Regions from separate parts of the Mus musculus genome. Here regions 1 and 3 are each linked to region 2. A link is a contact called in public Hi-C and HiChIP or PLAC-seq data. All regions are on one chromosome and are shown on one strand. Each heading gives the region's core, a stretch centred on a gene start, on an enhancer-like site or on the middle of the called end of the contact. The rest is flanking DNA. Distances are from core to core; before and after follow the strand shown. Region 1 overlaps Trim2 (tripartite motif-containing 2). Region 2 overlaps 4930565D16Rik (RIKEN cDNA 4930565D16 gene). Region 3 overlaps Arfip1 (ADP-ribosylation factor interacting protein 1).

Region 1 (4,778 bases), core at 428-2,927, 190 kb after region 2:
GGGATCTGGCTTCAGCTTAAACATGAACTTTTTTTTTTTGGTTTTTCGAGACAGGGTTTCTCTGTGTAGCCCTGGCTGTCCTGGAACTCACTCTGTAGACCAGGCTGGCCTCGAACACAGAAATTCACCTGCCTCTGCCTCCCAAGTGCTGGGATTAAAGGTGTGCGCCACCACGCCTGGCAAACATGAAGGTTTTAATATGGACTTACATACTTGGAGATAAAATATGATGGACATCAGTTTCTTAATTGGAAACTGAGATGATGAGAATGATTTAAAGATTTGTAAAACAGTTGCTTGGACATAGAGACAGAAGTGACAGAAGTGTGTATGTTTCTAGAAGGAGGAGGATTTCCTGAGGGCTGGGGGCTGCAACTCAATGATAGTCTTAGTTAGGATTTTACTGCTGTGAACAGACATCATAACCAAGGCAACTCTTATAAAAGAGAACATTTAATTGGGGCTGGCTTACAGGTTCAGAGGTTGAGTCCATTATAATCAAGGTAGGAGCATGGCAGCATCCAGGCAGGCATGGTGCAGGAGGAGCTGAGAGTTCTATGAGCTGATCCAAAGGCAGCCTGAAGAAGACTGTCCTTCCTGTACTTAGGAGCCTCGAATCCACCCCCACAGCGACACACTTCCTCTAACAAGGCTACACTTCCTAATGGTGCCACTTCCCACGGGCCAAACATCTTCACACCACCACAATAATACAGTATGGGCTTAGCATGTACCAGGGGCCAGGCTCGATCTGTTGCACCAACATTATTAAACAACTCCATACAAGTATAAAAAGCAAAGCTATAAAAACGATTTCAGCTCTTAGATTGTCTTCATCTGAGAACTGTTTAAGTCAATAGCATTAGGTGAGATGCAGAAAATATAAAATGTTTGTGATTATCAAAGTTCTAGAAGTGATGGTTTCAGAATCTAGAGATTATTTCAACTCTTTAAGCTCACTTTTCATCTTAAAGAAATGATAGCATTTGCTTTGTTTTTTTCCTCTGTGACAGCTGTTGTATGGTATGCATGAGTTTTTTTTTCCCCATGACACAGCAGTTAGCAGTAACTCTAAATTCAAGTGATTTCTTGCTTAATAAATATGATATCTATAAGTCAGAGTTAGTAAGTAGTCTACTATAGGTTTTTTAAAAAATGGTTTTATTGTTTTAGCAGTGTTTTGGGGGGGGCATTTATTAGTCTGGGATTCTACAGATACTCTGGGTTTTACTTTCCTGTGTATGCACACTTATGATACAGTTTAATTCATAAATATGATAAAGGGAACCATTGTGTCAGCTTTCTGCTGCTGTGATCCGATACCAGAGAATAACAACGTCAAGGAGCAAACGTTTATTTTGGTTCATGGTCTCAGAGCTTCAGTCCTAATGACTTGCAGAGACTAAAAGAAAGTGAGGCACAGCTAGGGCTAAGTTATACCCTCTGAGTCCTCCCGTCTGTGACCTACCACCTCTAGATAGGCTAGATCGCCTTCAGCTTCTGCTGCCTCCTACTGGTCCATTCAGTGATGACCCCATCAGTGCATTAGATCCATTGATGAGGTCAGAGCCTTAGGATCCACTCGCTTCCTAGAAAGCTCACCTCTGAATATCCCAGCATTTGGGACTGAACCTTCAGCACATGAACCTATGAAGACATTTCAGATCCAAACCACAGCAGCAATGAACAGTGATGACTAATTATACATCAGAACAAGTATAACGGTGGCATCCTGCTGTAGCTGTGATCTGAAACTGTGACTTCTGGAACTTTCCACTCCTTTCCTGCCGCAGTTGCAGGAAACTGAGTAAAGCTGCAGCTGGGCAGAGGAACGGCTTTCCTTTTGCTTTCACCACAAGTTGACTAAGCGAGGGGGTACTGGGGGGCATGCCTGTGATTCCCAGCACTTGCAAGGCAAAAAGCAGAGGTGCTGGCAGGGGGCAGGAGGATCAGGAACTGGAAGCAGCCTAGGCTACATCAAGACCCTCTCCCATGAACAACAAAAATAAAGCAAAGTCTGTGTTTTAATTCCAATGTGAAGGAGATGTACTTAAGCCGAGTAAATTACACTGGGTGAACAAGTAAGCAAGGACCACCAAAAGGATCATGTGCAGGAATTACTACAGAAGGAGCTCAGGGTAACAGCGTCCTTACCAGCCCCACACATGCTCGCTGGTCTCTGAAGTTACATTGTTGCGTATAAGTGGCTATGTGACTAGAATTCAGGAAGCCTTTCAAATTCTTCCTCTTTTTCCTTCCCCTTCTCTCTCCCTCATTCCTTCCCCTCTCTTCCCTTTTCCTTTCCCTTCCCTCTTTTTTCTTATTGCTGACGATGAAACTCAAGGTTTCATACAGGCTAGGCAAAGTGTGCCCGCTGCCTTCCCAGCCTGCATCAAGGCATTCATAACCTAATGTATTAGTGAGAACTGCCTGTGCTTCTTTCTAAGGTGCCAGAAAGGACTCAAAGGACCTGAGGCCATCCTCAAATCAGATCGGTGCTCAAAGCTGTGACCTCTCTGAGGTCCACACATGAGCAACCTTTACTCTAAAGGCTGCCCTGACTGCAACACTTCTTGATTTGTTAGTTAGTACTTCCATACATTTAAGCAGCGTCATAATGGATATGTAAAATAACATCCCAAGAACATTTCAGAGCTATTAAGTATCATCTGAAGCATCAAGATACAATTGTTCCCTATAGCCTCATTAGATACATTGAATGAATTTAACATTGTCATTAAAATTTTCATTCCAAAACCTGTAACCTATATTTGTATCGTGTATCACAATTATACAAATATTTAGTAAACCACAGTAACTGATCGATCAGTCATGCCAGGCATGAGAGACCATCTCCTTAAGAGCTCTGTTCATCCCTCACTTGGAACAGCCTCAGTTGGTTCTAGTAGTGAAAGCCTTTGGGGTTATAAACTCACTATTTAGCTATAGCACCCTCTGAGGGAAATAAAACAGCCCCTGCTATTCTTCACCCATGAACATGGTTTGTTCACGCCCTTGTTGACACACATAATGCCTATAATCCTAAGTATGAGTCTTCTTGTTCTTGTTATGTTGATATAGTAAAAATGGTAATAAACCCTGAATATTTGGTCTAACAAAAACCTAATCCAAACTGAATGACAACCCATCTGCTAGAGACATAGTGCCCATTTTTGAATTTTTATTTATTTAGTAAATAAAGCTACTTATTTGAAGATAATATTTAGTGTTTTAAAATAAATAGTTTAAGTTTTATTCAGAATATCTTATAGCATATTGTATTTTGTAATTTATAAAAAAAAAACCCCAAGTATGTAGTAACCAGTTGTAAATGGCAGAAAAAGAAGAGTAATTTAATAAATAATAAATGAGATTGCATAGGCTTTGGGAACCACAAGCTACAGGAGGCTAGTATATAGACGACTTTCCTCAGTCTTTTCTCAAGTCACAGGTCTCATTATAAATAACTTGCTTTGACAGCTATTTAAGAAAAAAGCAATGTAGCTGGGTCAGCTATTTTTAAATAAAAGTTTTTCAATATTTCATACAGGTATTTAATCAGGAAGGAGAATTCATGTTGAAGTTTGGCTCCAATGGAGAAGGAAATGGGCAGTTTAATGCACCAACAGGTGTGGCCGTGGACTCAAATGGGAACATCATTGTGGCTGACTGGGGGAACAGCAGGATCCAGGTACACCAGCTCTTCTCAGGAGCGTGTCAGCAGGGGGGATTGAAGGTGCCCATCCTAGAACCCAGGATGCTTCTCCTTCTGGTTAAGTCATTAAACCGTAGATAACCTCACATGAAGGACCAAACACCCAAACAGGAAAGGTACCTTTTTTGGTTTGAATATTGTTCTCTTCAGACCCCTAAAGGGCCCATGGCTGGGATTCAACGTAGCCGTTGAACAAAAAGGTACTACGTGGGTGTTTTACTCATCTCAAAGTGAAGAATCAAGTTTTCTTAATTGTGAGTACGGGCAAATTATGATTGTCACTAAGAAAAACCACACACACACACACACACACACACACACACACACACACACAGAGAGAGAGAGACACGCACACTCGTGTCTCATTACAGTTGTCCCAGACACTCCACACTGTTGTTTATGTTCATTGTGACCATGACATCTTTTCATTTCATGTGCCAGTTAGCAAACATCCAAAACCTGATATGGTGACACTTGCCCATACCCCCAGTACATGGGGAAGTAGAAAAAGAAAGATAAGTAATTCAGGTTGTCTTCATCTATGTAGAAAGTTCAAGTCCAGCTTGACTGACTTCAAGCCTTATAGATGGTTATACTACACATATTTAATTTTGTGTATTTTTTCATTTCTTTAAGACATAGTCTATATAGCCCAAGTTGACTATGAACTCCCTGTATAATCAAGAAAATAATTGAGACTATCAGTGTAATGATTTTACTTTCCACATATATATTTCTCTTATGTATATATTTCCCATGTATATAAGATCTATCATCTATATTATATGCTATACAATTATATATAATATAAGTATATACTATATATCTTAATTACTCTGACTTCTGTATTCATAGAGACGTTCTGGGATGAAGATACGTGTAGTAGCTCAGTTGGTATACTGCTCCTCTAGTATGTATAAGGTTCTGAGTTCAATCCCCAGTACCGTGTAAGCTGGGCATGGTTGCACAGACATGTGATCCCAGCACTTGGGAAGTAGAGACAGAAAGATCAACAGCCATTTAGGGTTGACTACATAACAAGTTTGGGGCTAGCCTGACTATG
Region 2 (4,818 bases), core at 1,872-4,371:
GAGCAGGTCAGGGTTGCTCTGGGTAAAAGCCTGTGAGCCTAAGAGCTAATCCTGTACATGGCTCCTTTACCTACACACTGGGGATTTGACCTCTATCTCCACTCTCATTAATATGGGTGGCCTATTTGCTCTTATTAATAGAAAAGGGGGAACTGTGGGAAGCCGCCCCCACATTCGCCGTCACAAGATGGCGCTGACATCCTGTGTTCTAAGTTGGTAAACAAATAGTCTGCGCATGAGCCAAGGGTATTTACGACTACTTGTACTCTGTTTTTCCCGTGAACGTCAGCTCGGCCATGGGCTGCAGCCAATCAGGGAGTGATGCGTCCGAGGCAATTGTTGTTCTCTTTAAAGAGGAAAGGGGTTTCGTTTTCTCTCTCTCTTGCTTCGCTCTCTCTTGCTTCTTACGCTCTGGCCCCATAAGATGTAAGCAATAAAGCTTTGCCGTAGAAGATTCTGGTTGTTGTGTTCTTCCTGGCCGGTCGTGAGAACGCGTCGAATAACACTTCTTCCATTTCTGGTTGCTAATTTCTTCTCTCTCTCTCTCTCTCTCTCTCTCTCTCTCTCTCTCTCTCTCTCTCTCTCTCCACATTTGTTTACCTTTCCTTCTGATCACTCTTGACAAAGGTCATGAGATTATCATAAGTGGGTTAGTGATAGGCCCATAGTAACTTATGCTTGCGTAAATGTTTTTTTTTTCTTTTGTTTTTGTCTTATTTGTGGTGCTACAGATAGAAACTGGAGCCTTGCATTTTGCATGAGCCACACCCCTTCCCTCACCTACGTGCTCTACAACTGATAATTATGTACCATACTCCCTAATGTTTAACTCCACTCCTGTTGGCTGTGCTGTTAAACAGTTGGTGATGACCTACAGTTCTTGGTTTATTAGGCTCTATACTTGAGACCTCCACTTCAAGATTCCTCTATTTTTCTTTTCTATTGTCTTTTCTGTTATCCTGAGTAGGAGTAATTCATACTTCACTCTCATCCAAACACAGGAACCCTTTAGAATCCCATCTCTATTAACATTACAATCAAGAGGCCAAAACTTGATTCAGGAGCTGAAGAGATGGCTCAACAATTAAGAACATTTGCTATTCTTCCAGAGGACCGGGGTTCAGTTCCTAACGTTCACATTGCAGCTCATGGTATCCTGTAATTTCAGTTCCAGGGAATCTTCTGCCCTCCATGGGTACAGTCACACATGTTTTTCCCCAATCTATTTACATAAAATAACAATAATTACAATTTCTTAAAATCTTGATTAGGTTTGGAAGTATTAAATTAAGAGTATTTGCATCTATGTCCATTAGAAATCTTGATCTATAGAGCTCTCTTTTCTGTTGCGTCCTCTGGTTTTGGTGTCAGGATCAGGTTGGCTTCTGAGAATGAGTTTAGTATTTATGAGTTTAGTGTGAGGATAATAGTATCCCTTCCCTTACTGTAGTCTGAGGAGCATTCGTGTTAATTCATTGAAAGTCTGGATTTTAGCTATGATTCTATCTGCTCCTGGTTTCTCTCTGTTGGGAGACTATAACTGCTCTAATAGCATCACTCAGAATAGACCTGTTTGAGCTGTTAGCATCCTGCTGGTTTCGTATTGGTAGACCACAGGTGGCTAGCGATTTCTCCAGGGTTTTGAAGTGTTGCTCGATGATGCTCTGGGTTTTATCTGTATCTGTTGAAGAGTAGCTGTTCTCATCTCTCTTCTTTCTGCTGGCTTACATAAGGTGGTTGGTGATCTTGTCCATCTTTTCAAGGAATCAATTCTTTGTTTCCTTGATTTATTCAAGACACTCTCTCACAGACATGGCCACAGGCCAGTGTGATCTGGGCAATGCCTTCATCACCAGTGGTGTCAGGTTGACAATAATAAGCAAGACAACTCTTTGCAGCCAACGCTTCTTAATGTTCTCTCTAATTTGAGCACATTACTTTTCTTTCATCCTTCACCCTGTTCATCAAGGTCCAGGTTCCTCGCTATGTGATCTCCCTTCTTCCGCTCTCTTGGGGTAGCCATTTTCTGCAGTTCCCTTCCTTTGTTCCCTTCTCCAACCCTCTTTGGCTGCCACATTTCTGCTCACGCAGTCGCCCGAAGGAAAACCACACCCCAGGTGAATCTCCACTTCTGTTCCCATTCCTGATGCAGACGTCTTGCTGCTCCCTTGCATGTCCGACCATTGCCTCCAGATAGCCTGCCTCAGACAAGTTCACCCCAAATCTTCTTCCCTGATCATCCCTTGCCTGTTACCTCCCTATGAAGCTCCCTGTAACTCCAGCCTGAAGTCATGGAACCCTCATCGTCTCCTTTCCCCATCCCCTTTCCCATAAAACCACATACCGTGTTTTGTCAGTCTCCAGCGCGTGTTTTCTATGATCCTTCCTCTCATGACTCACTCTTAAAAAAAAAAAAGATGTATTTATACTTTTCAATTTATCCATGCGCATGTATGTATGTGTGTGTGTGTGTGTGTGTGTGTGTGTGTGTGTGTGTGTGAATGCTCAGGCATACATGTATGTGCATATCTACAGAAGCTATAAGAGGATACCAGATCCCCCAAAACTGGAGTTATAAGAGTCTATGGGTGATGGGAACTGAACTTGGGTCCTATGCAAGAGTATCTAACGCTTTTAAACATGGCACCATCTTGCCAAACTCCCTCCCATCACCACCGTTACGTTACTGCTTTTGCCTTGAGATGCCTTGGTTCGTGTGTGTGTGTGTGTGTGTGTGTGTGTACACGCATGCACGCACATCCATGTCATAGAGTATGTGTGGAGACCAGAAGACTACTTCTAGGAGTCAGTTCTCTCCTTTACCACGTACATCCTGGGACTAAGCTCGAGCCTTGCTGGTAGGCACTCTCACCCACTTCCCCATCCTCTTGGCCCTTGGTTTCTATTTCAACATCTTTTCATTCATTCGCCTCACTGACACTAGGCTAATGTTGCTTAGTATATAGCAATAAAGAACAAAACCAGTTTTAGTAAAACTACCCGCTGATTACTTTGAGATTGTTGACTGTGAAATTCAGAGCTCTTAACTGAATTGAAGTACGTTGAATCTGGCTGGAGAATCTGTACTCTCTGGCTCTAACTCATTTGCATACCCCGTGTCTCAGTTACACACACTGCCATTTTCCAAGCTGTGTCCTGCAACACAATAGTGACCTTCAGGAAGGGAATACTGTCCCTTAATTAAAAAACGTTCTGTGGTGATTGCGTTTAACCAAAGGCGAACTGTTTTCTTGCACAACCTCTCAAAGCCTTGACTATGCTGCCACATATAGATACTGTGAGCCTTCAATTGAGAGGAAAATTATATGCTATTTCTCAACACTGTTTGAACATGAAATCCCATTTAAGGGGCCACCATTATCTCACAAGATACCACTGTTCCAAGAAACACATTTTCAACCGAGCAAACACAGGCACCTCTTTATTCCCAAACACTCAGATTCTCACACAGTCCTCTCAGATCAAGCCAGTGTTTCTCCGTGAAGGCTGCCCTCCAGGGGACATTTAGCAATCGCTCTGGCAAGCGCAGTAGGGAGCTCCACCCCCTGTGTGGGAGGAGCCAGGGCTGTGGCTACATCTTCTAGAATATCCAGGCCAGGCCCCCCAACAGCCAAGAATGATTCAGAGGAAACATCAGCGTGTGTAGCTCACTCTCCTCTTCTCTCTCTCTCTCTCTCTCTCTCTCTCTCTCGGTTTCTCTGTATAGCCCTGGCTGTTCTGGAGCTCACTCACCAGGCTGGCCTCGAACTCAGAAATCTGCCTGCCTCTGTCTCCCAAGTGCTGGAATTAAAGGTGTGCACCACCACTGCCCAGCTCTCCTCTTTATCCCCAAAGCTGTATCCATGTCTTCAAGGCCAGAGCCAGCATTTCCTCTGCTGCAATGCCTGGATCCTACAACTTAGATTGTCTCCTCGAACCTGTGCTTTGTAGCATGTGTTGAGTTCTTTCCTTAATTATACATATTTGTGCATGTCTATAACATTTCACCCTGGATTGTCACATCACCGCGAGGGGACAACATTGTGATCTTTTCCTTGCTCCATCTAAAAAGCTATCATAGTGCCAACAAGATCTTACTCAGTGAAATCTTTCACCCCGGAAACCTCCTCACCCTCATGCTCTGGTCAGTACCCCTATGCATTCCCCCCACGACTTTCCTTTTCTTTCTGTGTCTGTAGCCATTCCACAGTTCATTGTGTGGCTCCAGGTGGTTACACCATCCGGGAGAAGAGATGGCATCCTGGAGAAGAGAGAGCTGCCCCCTGACTTCACACAGGCCTCAGTTCCACATCCTGCTTCTCTATCCTATTCCGACAAAAGATTTTCATTCCTGGGAACTGGAGCGAAGGTGACTCTGCTTCTTGGGTTTTGGGAAAGATTCAGGTAGATGTATAAGGCACCTGGATCATCGTGGATGCTCAGTGATGGGCTCTAGGATGTAATTCAGTGAAAGAACACAAACTTAGTACACCACAGCTCCCAGTTCAGTCTTCAGCAAGTACACACACACACACACACACACACACACACAGACAGACACACACAGAGACAGACACACACAGACACACACACACAGACACACACACACACAGACACACACACACACACCACAATGTCTGAAGGGTCTCTCTTGACCCAGTCAGCTGCATGGGCTTTTCTTGTATTGATCAGAAAGCTCTAAACACTGAAATTCTCTGCCACAAGGCTCTAAATACCTATAGCTGGTTCATTGCACAGTGTGTGTTACCATCTTTCTCAGATACTTACTTGCACTTCTTCCCAAACTATCAGTTGTTG
Region 3 (4,500 bases), core at 1,928-4,427, 190 kb before region 2:
GTTCCTTTGGGTCTTTCAATTCCAACAAAATTCAAGGGTTGGAGATGTAGGTAGACAGAATTTGTCAGATGACCTTACTAGAGCTGTCCTTTCCTGGATTCTCTTTCTCCTCTTTTTCTTAACTTTCCACTAGTTTAAGAAGGTCAGCTTTCTCTACATGTTCCCAGCCAAAAGTAAGGATATTATCCAAATTTTGTATTTGAGATTCTGTGGGACGTATGTGTACAAATATATGCATAGAGATAGAGACAGGCAGATGGACTTTTCTATTCTCTTCCAGTATAAAACATTATTTATTGGCCAAATGATGTTGCACTGTTTCTGATAGCTGTGGTAATGAGTGGATCCTAGGCCTGAGGTCCTACCATACCACAGTCCTACCAGTCAGGCTTCTATGGGCACACCTCAAAGTACAGTCTGAGCATAAGGGCCATTGTCTCTCAGGAGTTTTGCTCATGCCAGTTGAGGAAAGGAAGCTAAGCTGCCACGGCTTGGGAAGTTTAGACCTTTGGGTGACATCCATGAATGTTGGGTTACCATGAAGGTCATTTGATAGGCAAAGCACAGAGAAATACTTTTCCTGCTGTGTAAGGGGTCAGACAACATTAGAGTCTGGTGCTGGGTTATTCCCATTGGATTGGTTATTGCTCAGGGCTGTCTGTGCTGGAATAGGCACGGGTCAGCTGTAGGTGATTGCTGCTGCTGTGCACGTATGGGGAAGGTGCAGAGCAGATACTTGGGAGGAGCATTGTCTTTGGTGAGAGATGAGAGAAATGATGAGCTGGTTGTAGGTGAAAAGAAGCAACTAGCCCCTCAAGACTGTTTGCATGGAGTTTCCCTCCCGTTCAAGTTGGGTCAGTGTCTTCCACTCAACTGGACAGCTGAGGAGAGGAGAGGGAGCTCTTTTAGGTTGGTGACGTCCTAGAAAGCAGGACTCTTGCAGTTGAGAGCTCAATAGGGATTGCTTGTTTGTTTGTTTGTTTGTTTGTTTTTCAAGACAGGGTATCTGTCCAGGCTGGCCTTGGAACTCAGAGATCCACATGCCTCTGTCCCCAAGTACTGTGACTAAAGGTCCCACCAACCAGCTAAGCCTACAAGTTTTTGGTTTTTGGTTTTTTTTTTTTTTTGAAATCTCTTTTTAAAAATATCTTTCAGAGAATACTCATTGATTTTCTTTTTCCAGTGTTAATGATCAAATCCAGAGTCTTGCTAATAAGTTTCTTAATTGTATTTTTTGACTCAGGTCCATAGGTTAGTTGTACATGTATACACACAGTTATAATTAGTTGTTCATTATGGTTTTGTTAACCACACTGTAAGTGAGACAGTAGCTAGACTCAGGTGTCAGCATTAAAACACATGTCCATTGGGAGTTACTTATCTATCCCTGACAAATAATTACCCCAGGGTCATTTTTTTAGTGTCTATCCTTGTTAAAATATAAAGAATGAGAAACACTTTTAAAGACATCAGTGACTAACAACTAGTAGGGAGGAAACATGGTCATTAGTTCTTAATGGAAAGTTGAATCAACTTGGTTTACTTTGAAGATTTAAAAATTTTAAAGTTGGTAAAAGTAATTTTAAGATTCTTTGTATAAAATTCTCACATTAATTTTTCAGAAAAACCTTAAAATCATTGCTGAAGTGCAACTGTTTTAACAATAATAATTGATATTCTGCTGTTGTTTAATTTCTGAAAAATTATACTTCATGTGGTTATAAAATTAAGGATTATGTTTTTAACTATTGCTTTGCTTTTTGAACTGTAAAACTAGAGGATAAAACTTTAGTTCTTCTGATTTACATATTTAAAATTTTTGTTATAGTAAGAAAATTTTTTCCTGTAGACAGAAGCTTATTTTGAAGTCCATTAAATAAGACAAGTAGACCCTCTTTGTATAAATTATACACCAAACATGGCTTTCTGAAGTATTTCTTATATTATGAGTGGTATCTATCATAATTCTAAGAGGCAAGGAAGATGCTCCTGGTATTTGTCATCTGTAACTTTTCTTTAAATCAAGGAATCTAGATTGAATACAAAGAAAGCAGCCAGGTACATTTATCTTACTGTATTGTCATCATGTAGAATATATATGAAAATAATATATAGATAATGTATCAAGTTATACAAATATTAGATTGGTAGATAGTAAGTGTATGTGACTAAGTTTTTAAAATATGCCTTTTATAGTTTGGCATTAGTATGGCTTTTTCTCTTCTCTTTAAAAAACATTTATTTATTTATTTATTTATTTATTTATTTATTTATTTATTTATTTATTTTAAATGTAGGTGTCTGCCATGGCTCAAGAATCTCCCAAAAACTCTGCAGCAGAAATCCCAGTAACTAGTAATGGAGAAGTTGACGATGCTCATGAGCATGGCTACAATAGGGTAAGAATACTTTACTTTCGGTTAATGTAGAGAATCGTGGCACACTTTTGCCAATAATTTGAGGATTATTGGATAGGCTGTGGCTCTGGTTTGTCAAGGTTAAGCTTTGCTGCTTAGCTCACTAATAGACAACCTATGAAAAACCCTAAACATTTATGTCAGTAACCAGAATGACAATGTATCTTGCAGTTTTGGCATATAATTTTATATAGTTTTTATTTTACTTTGATAAGAAAAAAGTGTATTTTACCCTTTAAAATATTATTTATAAATATTAGTACATTCTTTTAAAATGTAGCAGCAGCATCTCACTGGTTTTAAAAGGTACTTAATTCCTAAGAGGCTGGTTTTGATTTTGCTGTTGTTTTGCTATTTTGAGTTGCTGTGATAAAGTACCATGACCAGAAAGGGCTCGTGGAAGTGAGAGATTATTTCGGCTATGGCTCTAGAATGTTAGTCCATTGTGGGTGGGGAGTCCTGGCCCAGAGGTCGGAGCCGGAAGCTGGCAGATCAAATTTCTGCCCACACACAGGAAGTGTAAATTTAGAACAGGAAGTATGGTGAGGCTGTAAACTCTAAAGCCCATCCCCAGGCTCTGCCTCATACAGGCTCCCTAACCTCCTCAAGCAGTGCCATCCACTGGGACCAGGGTTCAGACACGTGAGCCCATGCGGGGCGTGTCTCATTAGGTCCAGCAGAGCAGTTAACATCCTGAAGGTGGACAGTCGACTCAGAAGGAAACTGAGGCTGGAGGTGCAGTTTTTGTGTGCATTTGTGCTGGGATTGAGGCTGAGACCTTGTGAGTGGTAAGCGTAGTCTCTACCACTGAGCTACAGCCCTGACCTAGTGCAATTAATTTTGCTCTGCCTCTGAATTCAGTTTAATGCATTCTAATGAAACACTATGAGATTGGAAATAATCTGGGTTCAGATTTCAGCTGTGTCATTTCTAACAGTGAAACCTTGATAGTGTTTCTATATAGAAATATTTTCTTTTATTAGGATATTAATAGTAAGTAAGATGAGTAATGAGCCTTATAAAGTCAGAAATGATGGTGATACTTTTGATTTCTGAGATTAAACATTCTTCTAATGACATTTGATACAAATGTACAACTTTAAGGAAAAATATGGCTCTGTGGTCTTAAAAAGTTTTTGTTTTATTAGGTTGTTTGCTTGCGTGCTTGCTTAGACAGGGTCTCACTGTGTAGCCCTGGCTGGCCTGGAGCTCACAGAGATATGCTTGCTTCTGCCTCCTGAATTCTGGGATTAAATGTACACACCAACATCTCTCTCTCTCTCTCTCTCTCTCTCTCTCTCTCTCTCTCTCTCTCTCTGTGTGTGTGTGTGTGTGTGTGTGTGTGTGTGTGTGTTTACTTGAAAAACTAGTGGTTGAAAAGTTTTTAAATTATCTTATAATTCTGTTATGCTTCTGCTTCCTATTTAAGAATGCAACCTTTCTGTGATATTTTAGCTCAGGACTCTGAGTCGGTGCCAGCTCATTCTCAGTTGTGGTCTGTGAGCCATCTTTGTAGGTACCAGGGGCACCACCTTTCTTTTCTACTGGCAGCCTCACCTTTGTATATTGCTCAGTGCCTGTAAGGGTGGGGAAATGCACTTCTGGTTGGGAACTACTATTTTAGATAGCTCTTTGTGATAGTCTTCAAGCCTGAGATTTATCTTAGTTTTTTTCTACTGCCAGGACAGAATACTTGAGAATGAATAATTTATAAAGAAAAGAAGCTTGGAAGGGAGAGAAGACCGAAGAGCTAAATAGTTTGTAATAACGTGTTGAGAGAATTCATTCAGTTTCATGAGAAAGCCATTCATGTCTCTTAGAAGCCTCACTTTAACATTACAGCATAAATGGCAGCATGAATTTCACCCAGGACAGACCACAGTTACACTAGTTATTTATTTTACTTGACAATTACTTTAATTGGGCTTCTGAGCATGTGTAGTCCAAAATAGTGTAACTGAAGGAAGACTTGGATTCTGAGCACACAGTTAAATCTCTTACCTCTAAGATAAGCCTGCATGATAAGGAAACTCAAGTTACTGTCATTAACCAATTACTTAATAAATATCTATTAGAACAGATA

The links. A called contact is a pair of places that touch in the nucleus more often than the background predicts. HiChIP or PLAC-seq counts read pairs in DNA pulled down with a chosen protein or histone mark.
Region 1: a contact with region 2 is called in an H3K4me3 HiChIP or PLAC-seq map of bone marrow-derived macrophages, with 4 times the contacts expected there. The contact joins two enhancer-like sites. A contact is called at or near these places in 1 of 39 promoter capture datasets (liver), 3 of 115 datasets of contacts at active chromatin or transcription factors (bone marrow-derived macrophages, embryonic basal ganglia and pancreatic cancer cells) and 4 of 9 other capture datasets (adipose tissue, embryonic stem cells, liver and 1 more).
Region 3: a Hi-C map of bone marrow-derived macrophages shows a contact between it and region 2, with 8 times the contacts expected there. The contact joins two enhancer-like sites. A contact is called at or near these places in 1 of 39 promoter capture datasets (embryonic stem cells), 11 of 15 datasets of contacts at CTCF or cohesin (CD8 T cells, the G1E-ER4 cell line, the NIH/3T3 cell line and 6 more), 260 of 484 Hi-C or Micro-C datasets (the 63-12 cell line, the AML12 cell line, B cells and 125 more), 58 of 115 datasets of contacts at active chromatin or transcription factors (the 230-238 cell line, CD4 single positive thymocytes, CD8 T cells and 40 more) and 4 of 9 other capture datasets (adipose tissue, embryonic stem cells, embryonic tail and 1 more).

The regions. Positions count from the first base shown.
Region 1 is chr3:84,166,565-84,171,342 of GRCm38.p6, reverse strand. It overlaps Trim2 (tripartite motif-containing 2), which reads left to right. Exons shown (of 12, transcript NM_001271727.1): 11 at 3,551-3,691. Among named protein-coding and RNA genes, the nearest start is that of Mnd1, 13 kb to the right of the region's middle. Within about 2 kb of position 1,677, at least 28 of the 459 cell types and tissues checked have an H3K27ac peak or open chromatin away from gene starts, as enhancers often do. A contact at or near this core is called in bone marrow-derived macrophages, where this site is marked.
Region 2 is chr3:84,354,849-84,359,666 of GRCm38.p6, reverse strand. The region is part of intron 3 of 4930565D16Rik (RIKEN cDNA 4930565D16 gene); the gene reads left to right. Among named protein-coding and RNA genes, the nearest start is that of 4930565D16Rik, 23 kb to the left of the region's middle. Within about 2 kb of position 3,121, at least 45 of the 459 cell types and tissues checked have an H3K27ac peak or open chromatin away from gene starts, as enhancers often do. A contact at or near this core is called in the CH12 cell line and bone marrow-derived macrophages, where this site is marked.
Region 3 is chr3:84,545,833-84,550,332 of GRCm38.p6, reverse strand. It overlaps Arfip1 (ADP-ribosylation factor interacting protein 1), which reads left to right. Exons shown (of 9, transcript NM_001081093.2): 2 at 2,298-2,399. The coding sequence starts at 2,307. Among named protein-coding and RNA genes, the nearest start is that of Gm35410, 34 kb to the left of the region's middle. Within about 2 kb of position 3,177, at least 33 of the 459 cell types and tissues checked have an H3K27ac peak or open chromatin away from gene starts, as enhancers often do. A contact at or near this core is called in the CH12 cell line and bone marrow-derived macrophages, where this site is marked.